Regions from separate parts of the Mus musculus genome. Here all the other regions are linked to region 4. The links are chromatin contacts, called in public promoter capture Hi-C maps. All regions are on one chromosome and are shown on one strand. Each heading gives the region's core, a stretch centred on a gene start, on an enhancer-like site or on the middle of the called end of the contact. The rest is flanking DNA. Distances are from core to core; before and after follow the strand shown. Region 1 holds the start of Fxyd5 (FXYD domain-containing ion transport regulator 5). Region 2 holds the start of Alkbh6 (alkB homolog 6). Region 3 has its middle 13 kb from the start of Fxyd3. Region 4 holds the start of Dmkn (dermokine).

What was found. Promoter capture Hi-C pulls out the DNA fragments that hold promoters and counts their contacts.
Region 1: a promoter capture Hi-C map of liver shows a contact between it and region 4. The contact joins the promoter of Fxyd5 here to the promoter of Dmkn in region 4. A contact is called at or near these places in 16 of 39 promoter capture datasets (the C10 cell line, the HPC-7 cell line, cranial neural crest and 10 more), 1 of 115 datasets of contacts at active chromatin or transcription factors (pro-B cells) and 3 of 9 other capture datasets (adipose tissue, embryonic stem cells and liver).
Region 2: a promoter capture Hi-C map of embryonic stem cells shows a contact between it and region 4. The contact joins the promoter of Alkbh6 here to the promoter of Dmkn in region 4. A contact is called at or near these places in 5 of 39 promoter capture datasets (the C10 cell line, cranial neural crest, embryonic stem cells and 2 more).
Region 3: a contact with region 4 is called in a promoter capture Hi-C map of hematopoietic stem and progenitor cells. The contact joins the enhancer-like site here to the promoter of Dmkn in region 4. A contact is called at or near these places in 16 of 39 promoter capture datasets (the C10 cell line, the HPC-7 cell line, HPC-7-derived erythroid cells and 11 more), 3 of 484 Hi-C or Micro-C datasets (bone marrow-derived macrophages and embryonic stem cells) and 3 of 9 other capture datasets (adipose tissue, liver and macrophages).

The regions. Positions count from the first base shown.
Region 1 is chr7:31,040,956-31,043,655 of GRCm38.p6, forward strand. Fxyd5 (FXYD domain-containing ion transport regulator 5) reads right to left here and starts at 1,376. Exons shown (of 9, transcript NM_008761.4): 1 at 1,135-1,376; 2 at 442-502. The coding sequence starts at 502. Fxyd7 (FXYD domain-containing ion transport regulator 7) reads right to left here. Exons shown (of 6, transcript NM_022007.1): 6 at 1,560-1,949. The coding sequence ends at 1,927. All of the region lies in intron 2 of Gm38984 (a long non-coding RNA gene), which reads left to right.
Region 2 is chr7:30,307,306-30,310,005 of GRCm38.p6, forward strand. It overlaps Alkbh6 (alkB homolog 6), which reads left to right and starts at 1,448. Exons shown (of 7, transcript NM_198027.3): 1 at 1,448-1,529; 2 at 2,176-2,254; 3 at 2,681-2,700. The coding sequence starts at 2,201. It overlaps Clip3 (CAP-GLY domain containing linker protein 3), which reads left to right. Exons shown (of 14, transcript NM_001360763.1): 14 at 1-1,062.
Region 3 is chr7:31,088,563-31,091,262 of GRCm38.p6, forward strand. No RefSeq gene overlaps it. Among named protein-coding and RNA genes, the nearest start is that of Fxyd3, 13 kb to the left of the region's middle. Within about 2 kb of position 1,314, at least 99 of the 459 cell types and tissues checked have an H3K27ac peak or open chromatin away from gene starts, as enhancers often do. A contact at or near this core is called in the HPC-7 cell line, adipose tissue, bone marrow-derived macrophages and 2 more, where this site is marked.
Region 4 is chr7:30,762,377-30,765,076 of GRCm38.p6, forward strand. Dmkn (dermokine) reads left to right here and starts at 1,380. Exons shown (of 20, transcript NM_001166173.1): 1 at 1,380-1,925; 2 at 2,140-2,316; 3 at 2,415-2,471; 4 at 2,675-2,700. The coding sequence starts at 1,548.

The DNA.
Region 1 (2,700 bases), core at 126-2,625, 280 kb after region 4:
GCACTTTTACAAGTACTTTCCAGGCCAGAGTGAGGGTCTCTGAGCCCCAGCTTGGACCCCTTTGCCCAACTGTATTCTCAGAAAACCCATCAGTTCTGCTTTGCCTGGAGCCTGGGGTTTCCTGGCGGCCGAGTAGAAAACTGACACCAATCTCCCAGCCAAGTCAAACTCAGCAAGTTCTTCTCAGAGGTGAAAGGGAGGATGCTCAGCAGGACAGGCTCCAGTCAGACCCTCTGGATCACCCGAGCTCAAAAGTGTCCAAAGAGGGTGCTACCCAGAGCCTGCCTCGCCAATCCCACTTCCTGGTGCTCGCTCACTCGGTGGGGGTTGGCGAGGGAGTAGAGTGAGAAGATGGTACCCAGTATTTGAGCTTTGCAATCACCCATCTAGCTGCCTCCTGGAGCTGGATTGGGGCGAGGGGTGGTGGTGGTGGTGTCTTACCTCTGCTGGGCAGAATCAGGGCGACAATAGTGAGGAGACACAGGCGACTGGACAGTGACATCTGTGGGACAAGCTGAGGCAAAGGTAAGGCATAGCCCCTCCGCACCCTCCCACCCCCTCGCAGCCTCTTTGGAGCAGGCGTCTGGTCTCAAGGACCCTCTGGTATCTGCCTTTGGGGAGAGATTTTTTTTTCCGTCTCAGGCCACCATCCCCTTCTTCCAGGAGCTGATCCCCAAAGAAAGCCAGAAGCATCAGGCGAGCCTGGCTTCCTGACACCCCTGAGGCAAAGATGCCGCTCCCTCCTCCTAAAGCTGGAACTGATCCTCCCGACCCATGGTTCCTGAGTGGAGGAAGCCAGTGGCCCGCTGTGTCTGCTCCCTCGAGGGCAGGAGCCCAGAGCAGCGGGGCCAGGAGGGGAACAGGAAGGGTGACTAACGCAGGGCTGCTCTCAAAGGAAAAAGTGAGCTGGTGTCCGGCTGCCCTGCAGGCACCACCGCGCCCAGCACCCGTGATGGGCAGATCATAGAGGGACCTGTCTGCCCGCAATGGAGGCGCTCTAGGGAGACTGAGGCAGAAAAGGTGCCCACAGAGTGAATACGAGGCAGAGAGGCATCGAGATCCTTCTCTTCTCCTCCCAAGCAGCTTCCCACCTGCGTGTGTGGCCCAGAGCAATAGAGCAAAAGAGGGACTTACATCTGAGCCGGAGATCTCCAGACTGAAGTGTCAGAGTACCGCGTGGGAGCTGCCTCAGGGTGGAGGGTGTGGCCACGGGCGGGCGCGGACGCAGGCAGGCGGGGACCAGAGCGTCCCAGTCATTTCCTCTCTCGTTTCCAGGCCCCACAGGCAGGGGTGGGAGCTGGGGAGGAGGAGGATGGTGGGGGACTGAAGGCGGTGGCCTCCACTCGAGGATCTGAGGGACGCAGATGGGGGCAAGGTGCAGAGAAGGGAAGACCCTTGGGTGAGGTGTGGAAGGAAGGATGTAATGAGAGGGAGGAGACCCTGGAGGGAGGAGGAGGAGGAAGAGAAGGAGGGGGGAGTGGGGAGGGGGGAAAAGGACAATCAACTCAGCCTCCCACCCAGTCCTCTGGTGCCCACAGACGACAATACACAGACAGAACGGGGGGAAAAAACGAATGCACATTTATTAAGCTCAAGATGTGGACCCTGAGGGGAAGCTGGGAAGGTCCTGGAGAAGGAGACCAGGAGATGCAGGAGGGAGGGACACTAGGATCCCAGGGGACTGGGGATGGACTCCTGGATCCCAGGAGCTGGAGGCCTGAGTCTCTGGGTCTAGGGTACAAATAGGATCGTTGTTGCCAAGGCCTGGGGAGGGAGAGCGGGGTGCATTGGCTCCGGCCTTGGGGTGGGTCTGGCGGCTGATTGGGGGCACACTCCCTGGCGCCAGGCTGGGTCCCCACCGCCTTCTCTGGGTCCTCTGGTTCCTGCACTCTGGCCAGGGACAGCAGTGGAAATCTGCAGAGGATCCTACACACCGCCACCTCCAGGGGCTAGGAACAGAAGAGAACTCAAGTTACTGACCTAAGGAGGGAAAGAATCAGAGTCCAAGGATGGCTGCCCTTTAGCTCTTGGGGGATCCTCATGTCTTCCTGACTCCTGATATCTGGTCACTGCAGGGAAATCTTCATAGCTACTGTCTGCCCCATCTCAAGCAATGGAGAAAGGGAATCCAGCTGTGGTGGACACCCAAGGCTGACCTGAGTGTTTTGGGAGGCTTAAAGTCTCCTTGGAAGAGCCCCCACCTCATGCTATACTCCAGGCTTCTTTTCTACATATGCTCCAGACAACCTAGGCATCTAGCAGGTGTCCTCCAGGACAGGCTACCTTTGTTCTTCTGCCCAGCTAAGGCTGGACCAAACACCTCCTTCCATCCTGCTCCAGCACCACAGAGAGATACCCGTGATGTTCTTAAATCTCATTAAGAATATATGAAACATGATGTAGTTTTCTCATGAAGTCTCCCCCATTTATACTTAGTTCTTTAAGCACTACTCGTTGTCATAAGTTTATTTTTTTTCTCCCATTGAGACAGGGTTACTCTGTGTAGCCTTGGCTGTCATGGGACTCTCTGTAGACCTGCCTGCCTCTGTCTCCTACTAGGACTAAAGGCATGCACAGCTCCCACCTGGCTGTCATAAGATTTTAATGGGAAGCCACCTCAATAGTTCACACCTGTAACCCCAGCACTTGGGAGGCTGAGGCAGGAGGATGACTCTGAGTGTAAGCTTGGCCTGGGCCACA
Region 2 (2,700 bases), core at 198-2,697, 460 kb before region 4:
TCAAAATGTTGTGACCCCAAGGTCACCAGAAAGCCCTTATATTCTACTCTCCTTATCAGAGATGCCCCCCATTCACTTAAGTCCCTGTTCTCACCCCTGAACAAGACACCCACTTAGTCGGCCCACTCACCCCAATTTACAAACACCAAAACCGTCCTGGAAGCATGAATTACAGGACAGCAAGTCTTCCTGCCCTCTGTACCCTGAGAAACCCCCAGTGCCTTGTATGAAGCCCACCCCACATGGCCCACAGTCCCTGTGCTGGCCAAGGCTCCCAGAAAATTCTCTATTTTTTAAAGTGATAACTTCCCCCCTTTGGGGGGAAATCCCCAAATTTGGAGGCCCCATTCTAGAACTCTGGGGAGTTCAAATTCCAGAGAGAATATATATTATATATGTCCCCAAATTTCCCATCCCTCCAAGCCCCACGATCTCTAGAAGACCCCAAATTTCTAATTCCCAGGACTTCCCTACCCAAGTAACAGAATCTTCAAATCCCCAGGGAATCCCAAACTTAAGACCCCAATCCCAAGCCCTCAGGAAACCCCAACTACAAGGTCCTAAGGACTGGGAGGAAGGACCCTGTTGCCAGGCTCTCAGGGCATCTCAAACCTGACTCCCAGGCACCAGGAGACCCCAAACAGGAAGTCCCATCTTTGGAACAAGGATAGAGGACTCTAATACTCTTAGTCCATGGATCATCTAATCTCTCAACCTCCAAATTCCATGGGCCCCAGCTTCAAGGGAACCCCCAAGTCCCAAATCTCTGATTACTAATATGTGCAGGGCCCCAGGGCTCTAACAGGACCCCAAGTCATGGAGTCCCTACTTCAATCTACCTTCCGGTCACAGGTCCAAGACACTAAATCTGAGTCATTGGCCCCAAAGGACTTCACAGCTCCTGGGCCAGACCAACAGCCTGCGGGAGAACCTGAGGGCCCCATAGGTCCAGAGCAGACCTGGGGCCCTGACCACCAAGGACAGCTCACGACTGCCCCTTCACTGCATGTCCCTAAAATCAGCATGACTCCTGTCCTCTTCAATAAAGACGTTTCTATGGCCTTCTTGTGTCAGGTCACTGGGGGGTTACTGCATTGACCCTGTGCCCTTGCTGGGTAAGAATGGCAGAAGGTTTGTTTGTTTGTTTAATGTCCTGTCCCTGTGTCAGTGACATAGGACTTACAACTTGACCTGCAGAAGGCTAAGCCCTTCACGCTCCTTTCCTGCAGTCGCCCTCGCTGTGGGTCTCAACTGAGTCCACAAGGACACGCAGGTCTGTTAGGTTCTGGAGTACTGATTGGTAGGAACCAGGCGAAGTCCCGCCTGAGTTTAGGACACAACCTATGCCTGAGCGAGGATGGCGGATGCTGAGTGAGAGCGTGGATAGGCTGGAGGGCGGGCCCTTAGGTTCTCTGAGTATGCCCAGTGGTCTAAACCTTCCTGCGTCAGTAATGCTTGGCGGAAGTGGCAGGGGGGGCGTGCGAGGATGCGCGCGTTGAGTCTGGATATCCGAGAAGACGCTGTAGACGGTCAGATTTATTTTGGGGAGAGAGGGGAGTCTTGGGGACGGGGGGAGCGGTAGGAGTGAGTGTCCAAAGGACTGAATGTGGAGGTCTAAGGCGACTCAGGGTGAGAGCTCTAGGGGGCTCAGTGTGGAATCCTGACACTCAGGGTCTGAGAGGTTCTACAGGGGAAGAAACTTTGGCAATCTGGCTCAGATCTGAGGGTGCTGAAGTGGGTTCTGAGTGGGGAGATAAGAGGAAGCTGGGAGTGGACAAGTCTGAGAAAGCTCAGAATGGGAGATGTGAAGGAGCCGAGGTGAGAGGAGGGAGGGTCTTTAGGCTCGGAGGGACCTGTGCTTACGATTGCATTCGAGAGAGGCTTCATGTGTGGGCGCGTTCTCTGTGATGCTTGGGAAGAAGATTCACGTATACTTTGGTGGGCAACGGTGGACAGAGCGATGGAGGATTTTACTGACTGCTGATATCCGGGCTGGGAAATGGGGGTCGCGGGACGGGGAGTGATCTTCGGGTGGCTTTGAGAAACTGAAGACTCCAGCGTTGAAGATTGGAGTTTATAGGAAGTCTGAGGGTAGGGTCTGGCCCCTAATGGGCTGGAAGGAAGGCTGGTCACAGCTTGAAGATAGGAGGCTTAGTGACTTCCTCCTCCCCACAGGACGGCGCACAAGGAGTTGGTATCCATGGAGGAGCAGGACGCCAGGGTCCCAGCACTGGAACCTTTCAGGGTGGAACAGGTTGAAAAGGCTGGGGTGTAGAGGAATGTGGGAACGATGGGTGTGAGGTGGGTGGAGTGACAGACTCATTCCTGGGTCTCTTGGTTGGACTGCCCCAGCTCTCCTCAGAGTATAGCCGGCTGCCCCACTTCCAATATGCAGTTTCATAGGCCATCCCAAGTCTCTCTCCAAAGGGAAAGGTTGCCCAGTCACGATAGGATCCCTGTGTTGGGCAAAGCTGTTCTTAACCTTGCTAGCGCTGGGACCCTTTAATATAGTTCCTCATGTTGTGGTGATTCTCCCCTCCACTATAAAATTATCTTTGTTGCTACTTCATAACTATTTTATGAATCATAATGTAAAGGTCTGTACTTCGTGATGGTCAGCAGGGGGTCGCGACCCACAGGTTGAGAACCACTGTCCCAACGGTAGTTCTTAATTTTATAGGCGCCACCTCTAATCTACTA
Region 3 (2,700 bases), core at 64-2,563, 330 kb after region 4:
CTCTTGCTGGGGAGAAACTGAGGCTCTGCCAAGCATGTTCTGGGAGAGTTTGTTTGAAGGAGGAGCCAACAGGATGGGAAGCAATCCAGAGCCACCAAGGCAGCCGATGGTACAGTTGGAGCCCTTGAAGGAACCAGGGCTGAAATCCCACCCCCATCCATGAGAGGTGTCAACCCCTCTGACAGGTAGAAGGAGACAATAGGCATGGTGGAATCCAGAGCAGGTACCGCTTGCCACAAGCTGTCAGGTGTCTCCTAGGCTGCATGCTGAGGCTGTGCACTGGCCCCACTGGGCATGCCCAGAATCTCTACCAGCACACCAACCCCCAACAGTGGGATGCACACAGAGGTCATAGATACAGGTTGCCGTGTGGACCGATGTACCAGCCAGCTCAATGGCAAGCCTGGGTAGGGAGGCAGTGATACACATCCTCCCCATTGTGGAGCTCAGAGGATTAGGCTGTGCAAGCAACTGGCTTGTGAAGCTGGGGGTATTGGAGATGTACATGATAGAGATAGCCCGTATGGGAGCAGAGGGCATCTCCCATGTCCCTACCCAGGCAAAACTGGGCATGAACATAGGTATCATATTTCATGGCAGATATGGCATGACAATAGTCACAGAGGACTAAAAAGCCAGTGTCAGTCTGCAACACTCTCCTCAAGGCACCGAGGTGAACATATCAAGGCCACTCTCTTAGTTAGGGTTTTATTGCTGGGAAGAGACACCAGGACCAAGACAAATCTTATCAAGGAAAACATTTAATTGGGGCTGGTTTATGATGGAAATGGAGGTTTATTCTCTTATCATCATGACGGGAAGCATGGCAGCACACAGGCAGACGAGGTGCTGGAGGGGTAGCTGAGCATTCTACCCCATGATCTGCAGGCAGCAGAGGGAGACTGTGTCCCACACTGGGATTAGCTTGAGCATAGGAGACTTCTAAACCCACCCCCCACAGTGACACACTTCCTACGACAGGTCACACCTCCTCCAACAAGGCCACTCCCTATGGCCAAGCATTCAAATATATAAATTTATAGGGACCAAACCTATTCGTCCCTCCACAGCCACCAATAGAATGTAGAGGATAGGGCTGTGCCCTTATCAGACTCCTGGGACAGGCCCGACACTCCCTGCCTTAGTTACCTTTCTAAGCTGTGATAAAACACCATGACCAAGGCAATTTGTAGAAGACAGGGTTAATTTGGGCCTCTGGGTTCTAAAGGGTTAGGGCCCTTAATGTTGCAGACAGAGTGACAACAGGGATCAGAATAGCAGCCACTGAGATTTCACTGCTCACACTGAAAACAGGAAACAGGTCACATACAGGAAACAGGGCAAGGTTTTTGAAACCTCAAAGCCTGCCCTACAGTGACATACTTCCTCCAGCAAGGTCACCTCTCCTAAATCTACCCAAACTGTCAACTGGGGACCAAGCATTCCGATGCCCAAGAATTAGGGACTTTTCGTTCAAACCACCACACTCCCCTAGAGCCTTTGGGCTGTGACCCTGCCTTCTTTAGACTGGCTTTGCTTATGTGTGTTAGGAAGGAAACAGAAATCTTGTCAAGAAAGCTTTTGGTTGGGAGCGTAGTTCCGTGGTAAAGCTCTTGCTGGCCTAGTTGCCCACAAGGTCTCAGATCTCATCCCTAGTATCTTGCCACCCCCCCCCCAATTGTGATGGCGCATGCTTATGCCATGCAGTGAGACTCAAAGGAAAGGAAGGGGCTGGAAAGATAACTCCGCAGTTAAGAGCATGCATTGCTTTTTGCAAAGAACCAGAATTTGTTCCCAACACCCAAGTTGGGCGGTGAATGACTGCCTGCAACTTTAACTCCAATGGATCCAATGCCCTCTTTTGACCATTTTAGGCACTGCACTCATATGCACACACACACACACACACACACACACACACACACACACACACACACCACATAAAAATAAAATAAATCTCAAAAAAGAAAAGAAAAACACACCATGCCTTTTCCAGTTAGCTCTCTCTGCTTCCTACTTTTGGATCAGGATGTAAGCTCTCACCTTCTGCTCCAGTGCCATGCCTGCCTGCCTACCTGCCCGCTGCCACGCTTCCCACCATGATGGTCAAGAACTCTAACCTGGAACTGTGGGTCATGGATTAAACATTTTTTTTCATAAGTTGCTTTGGTCCTAGTGTCTTACCACAAGGTAGACAAATAACTAAGTTCTGGGGCTGTCAGGCTTTCTAGGGCTGGCTAACATCAACCCAGAAGGACACCAGGGCAGCCCCACAGCGTGTATTTCTACCTCTTCTCTAACATCAGCAGCAGCAGGGCAGGGGTGAGGGTGACTGACAGCTTAGGGGAGGGTCTCTGAGGGTTCGATGACCCTCACCAACCATTGCCACATATCCACTACGATGCCTAATCTTTTAAAATTATTTTAAATTTTATTACATTGTGTGTGTGTGTGTGTGTGAGAGAGAGAGAGACAGAGAGACAGAGAGACAGAGAGAGACAGAGAAATAGAGAAACAGAGACACTAAGGATTAAACTAAGACACATGTTAGGCAAGCATTCTACCACTGAGCCACGCCCCCAGGCCCTCACTTGGGGATTCTAGGCAGGGACTCTACCACTGTGCCACGCCCCCAGTGTGCATGTGTGTGTATGTGTGTCGTGGTGCATATATGGAGGTCAGAAAATGTCTTACAGAAAG
Region 4 (2,700 bases), core at 130-2,629:
TGGAGCTTGATGACAATAATAATGATGATGATGATAATATTGTTATTATTATTACTATTATTATTACCATCACTAAAACACCAGCAATGGAACAGCAGGGAGGTGGAAGTGGGGGACAGTCAGGAATGGTGTTTATATGCAGAGAAGTGTTAGATGTTACAAGTTGGGGTGCGGGTGTTGGGGTGGGGAGAGACTGACTGAGAGACGTTGAGAAAGGTAGATGGAAACTGGCCCCTCCTAACTAGGTGATGAAGCCCAGTGTTACAAGTCGGTTCCAAGTGGGAGGGCCTGGGGCTCCTGGGAACAGAGAAGCAGTCACACTTGTCGAACAGGGACAAGATATGGGGAGGATGCTTGGGTTTCCCCATTGGAACTGTGACCAGTGGTGAGGGCCACGAGTACCGGTGTGTGTGTGTGTGTGTGTGTGTGTGTGTGTGTGTGTGTGTGTGTGTGTGTGTGAGAGAGAGAGAGAGAGAGAGAGAGAGAGAGAGAGAGAGAGAGAGAGAGAGAGATATTTTGTACTGATCCCTCTTTCCTCACCAGGGCTGCCCTGGCCCCTGGAAGGCTTCGGGCAGTGAGCAAGCAGCAGTACAGTGGCTGTGAGCTCTTACAGGCACACATGTCTTTCCATGCAGGTAAACAGGATGGGTGTCTAGGTCAGCTTCTCCCTCCCCTGGTCTTCCCGCCTACTCTTGCCCTGGGGGTGACTGACCCTCCCAATTCCCCTGCTCCGCACCCTGGGCTCCTGAACTCTCAGTGCCTGAACCCTTCCTTGTCACTAACAGAGGTATGCCACTCCTTCAACACCAGGGTACCCAGAACCTCAGAACTTAACCACAGCCCTAGAATTCCCAGTGTCTGACTGCACTGTGGATGTGTGAGAGGACAGGCACCTGCAGGTAGAGGCATGCCAGGAGAAAGATGGGAGCTGGAAATGGTCACCTCTTTCCAGTCTTCGTGCCCCTGTGCATGCTGGCTTACCCGGGATGGGTCCTCTATCCTGTGGCTTTGCTCTCTTTATACCCTTGGGGTCTCACCTGTTTGTGAGCCCTGCTTCCTAAGTACCCCCACCCTGCCGCCTCCAAAAGACAACAACACCTATCTCCTTAGATGCTCCTGTCCCCACCCTGTGCCCCAAATTCCTGAGGTTAGGCAACTGGAACACTTTTGCATCCGTCTCATCTTATTCTTTCCCCTCCCTCCCGATGGCCTGCTCCGGAGAGCTCTCTCTGTTTCAACACAAGCTCTCGCTCACAATTAAGCTTCATTACCCTATCTGTGGATAGGCCCTGAGTCACTGGAGGAGGGATCTTAAGCGGCCCAGCCCTGTTACCTTTTCCCAACCTACAGTATAAGGGGTAGTGGCAAGAAGAAAGACTCTGGAAAGCAGGGAAGTCTGGGAACAGAGAGAGAAGGCTGTGGGTCCTGGGGAAGGAGAATAAGGAAGCAAGGAAGGAAAGGAAAAGGTCTCAGCCCAGAGGAAGAAAGAAGGGAACAAATAGACTGGGCTGCAGACATCCTCAGAGGAGAGAGGGAGCTGGGCAGAGATGAAGCTACAGGGCTCTCTGGCCTGCCTCCTGCTGGCCCTATGTCTGGGTGGTGGGGCAGCTAACCCGCTGCACAGTGGAGGGGAGGGCACAGGGGCAAGTGCTGCCCATGGAGCAGGAGATGCCATTAGCCATGGAATTGGAGAGGCTGTGGGCCAAGGGGCTAAAGAAGCAGCCAGCTCTGGAATCCAGAATGCCCTAGGCCAGGGGCACGGAGAGGAAGGTGGCTCCACATTGATGGGGAGCAGAGGCGATGTTTTTGAGCACCGGCTTGGGGAAGCAGCAAGATCTCTGGGGAACGCTGGGAATGAGATTGGCAGACAGGCTGAGGATATCATTCGCCAAGGGGTAGATGCTGTCCACAACGCTGGGTCCTGGGTGAGTGGCTGGGAAGCCGGGTGTGCGGACAGGGGGTGGGGGTGGCTGGGTCAAGAACCTGGAGATGGATCAGAGGGTGAAGAGATAGTTTCTATTGTTGTCATGAATCTTCTCTTTCCTGCATGGTCCCCCCTCCCCCTTCCTTCTCTCCCTGATGGTTCTGATTCCCTCTCTCATGGTTGTCAGACTAAGGACTGGTGTATTGTCTTTGCAGGGGACATCTGGAGGTCATGGCGCATATGGCTCTCAAGGTGGTGCTGGAGTCCAGGGCAATCCTGGTCCTCAAGGGACACCCTGGGCCTCAGGAGGCAACTATGGGACTAACTCTCTGGGTGGCTCTGTGGGTCAGGGTGGCAATGGCGGACCACTCAACTATGAAACCAATGCCCAGGTAAAGTCACTACCCAGACCCATCCCTCAACCCTGTTCTCTCCACCCCTCCTTATTTCTGGATCCTAAACTCGGTCTCTGGTCTCTGCCTCCATGCAGGGAGCTGTGGCTCAGCCTGGCTACGGGACAGTGAGAGGCAACAACCAGAACTCAGGGGTAAGAAGAAGTGTGCACGGGACACAGTGGCAGGGATGAATAGAAGGGGAGGAGGAAGGGGGGGAGAGTGGAGGTCACAAGCCAGGGAAGAGGGAGGGAACTGGAAAGGGGCAAGAAAGCCAAGCCACAGGCAGCAAGAGAAGCCTGGCCTGTGGAGGTCGTTTTGACATCTCGTCCCTCATGACATCCCCTTCCATCCACAGTGTACCAACCCCCCACCTTCTGGCTC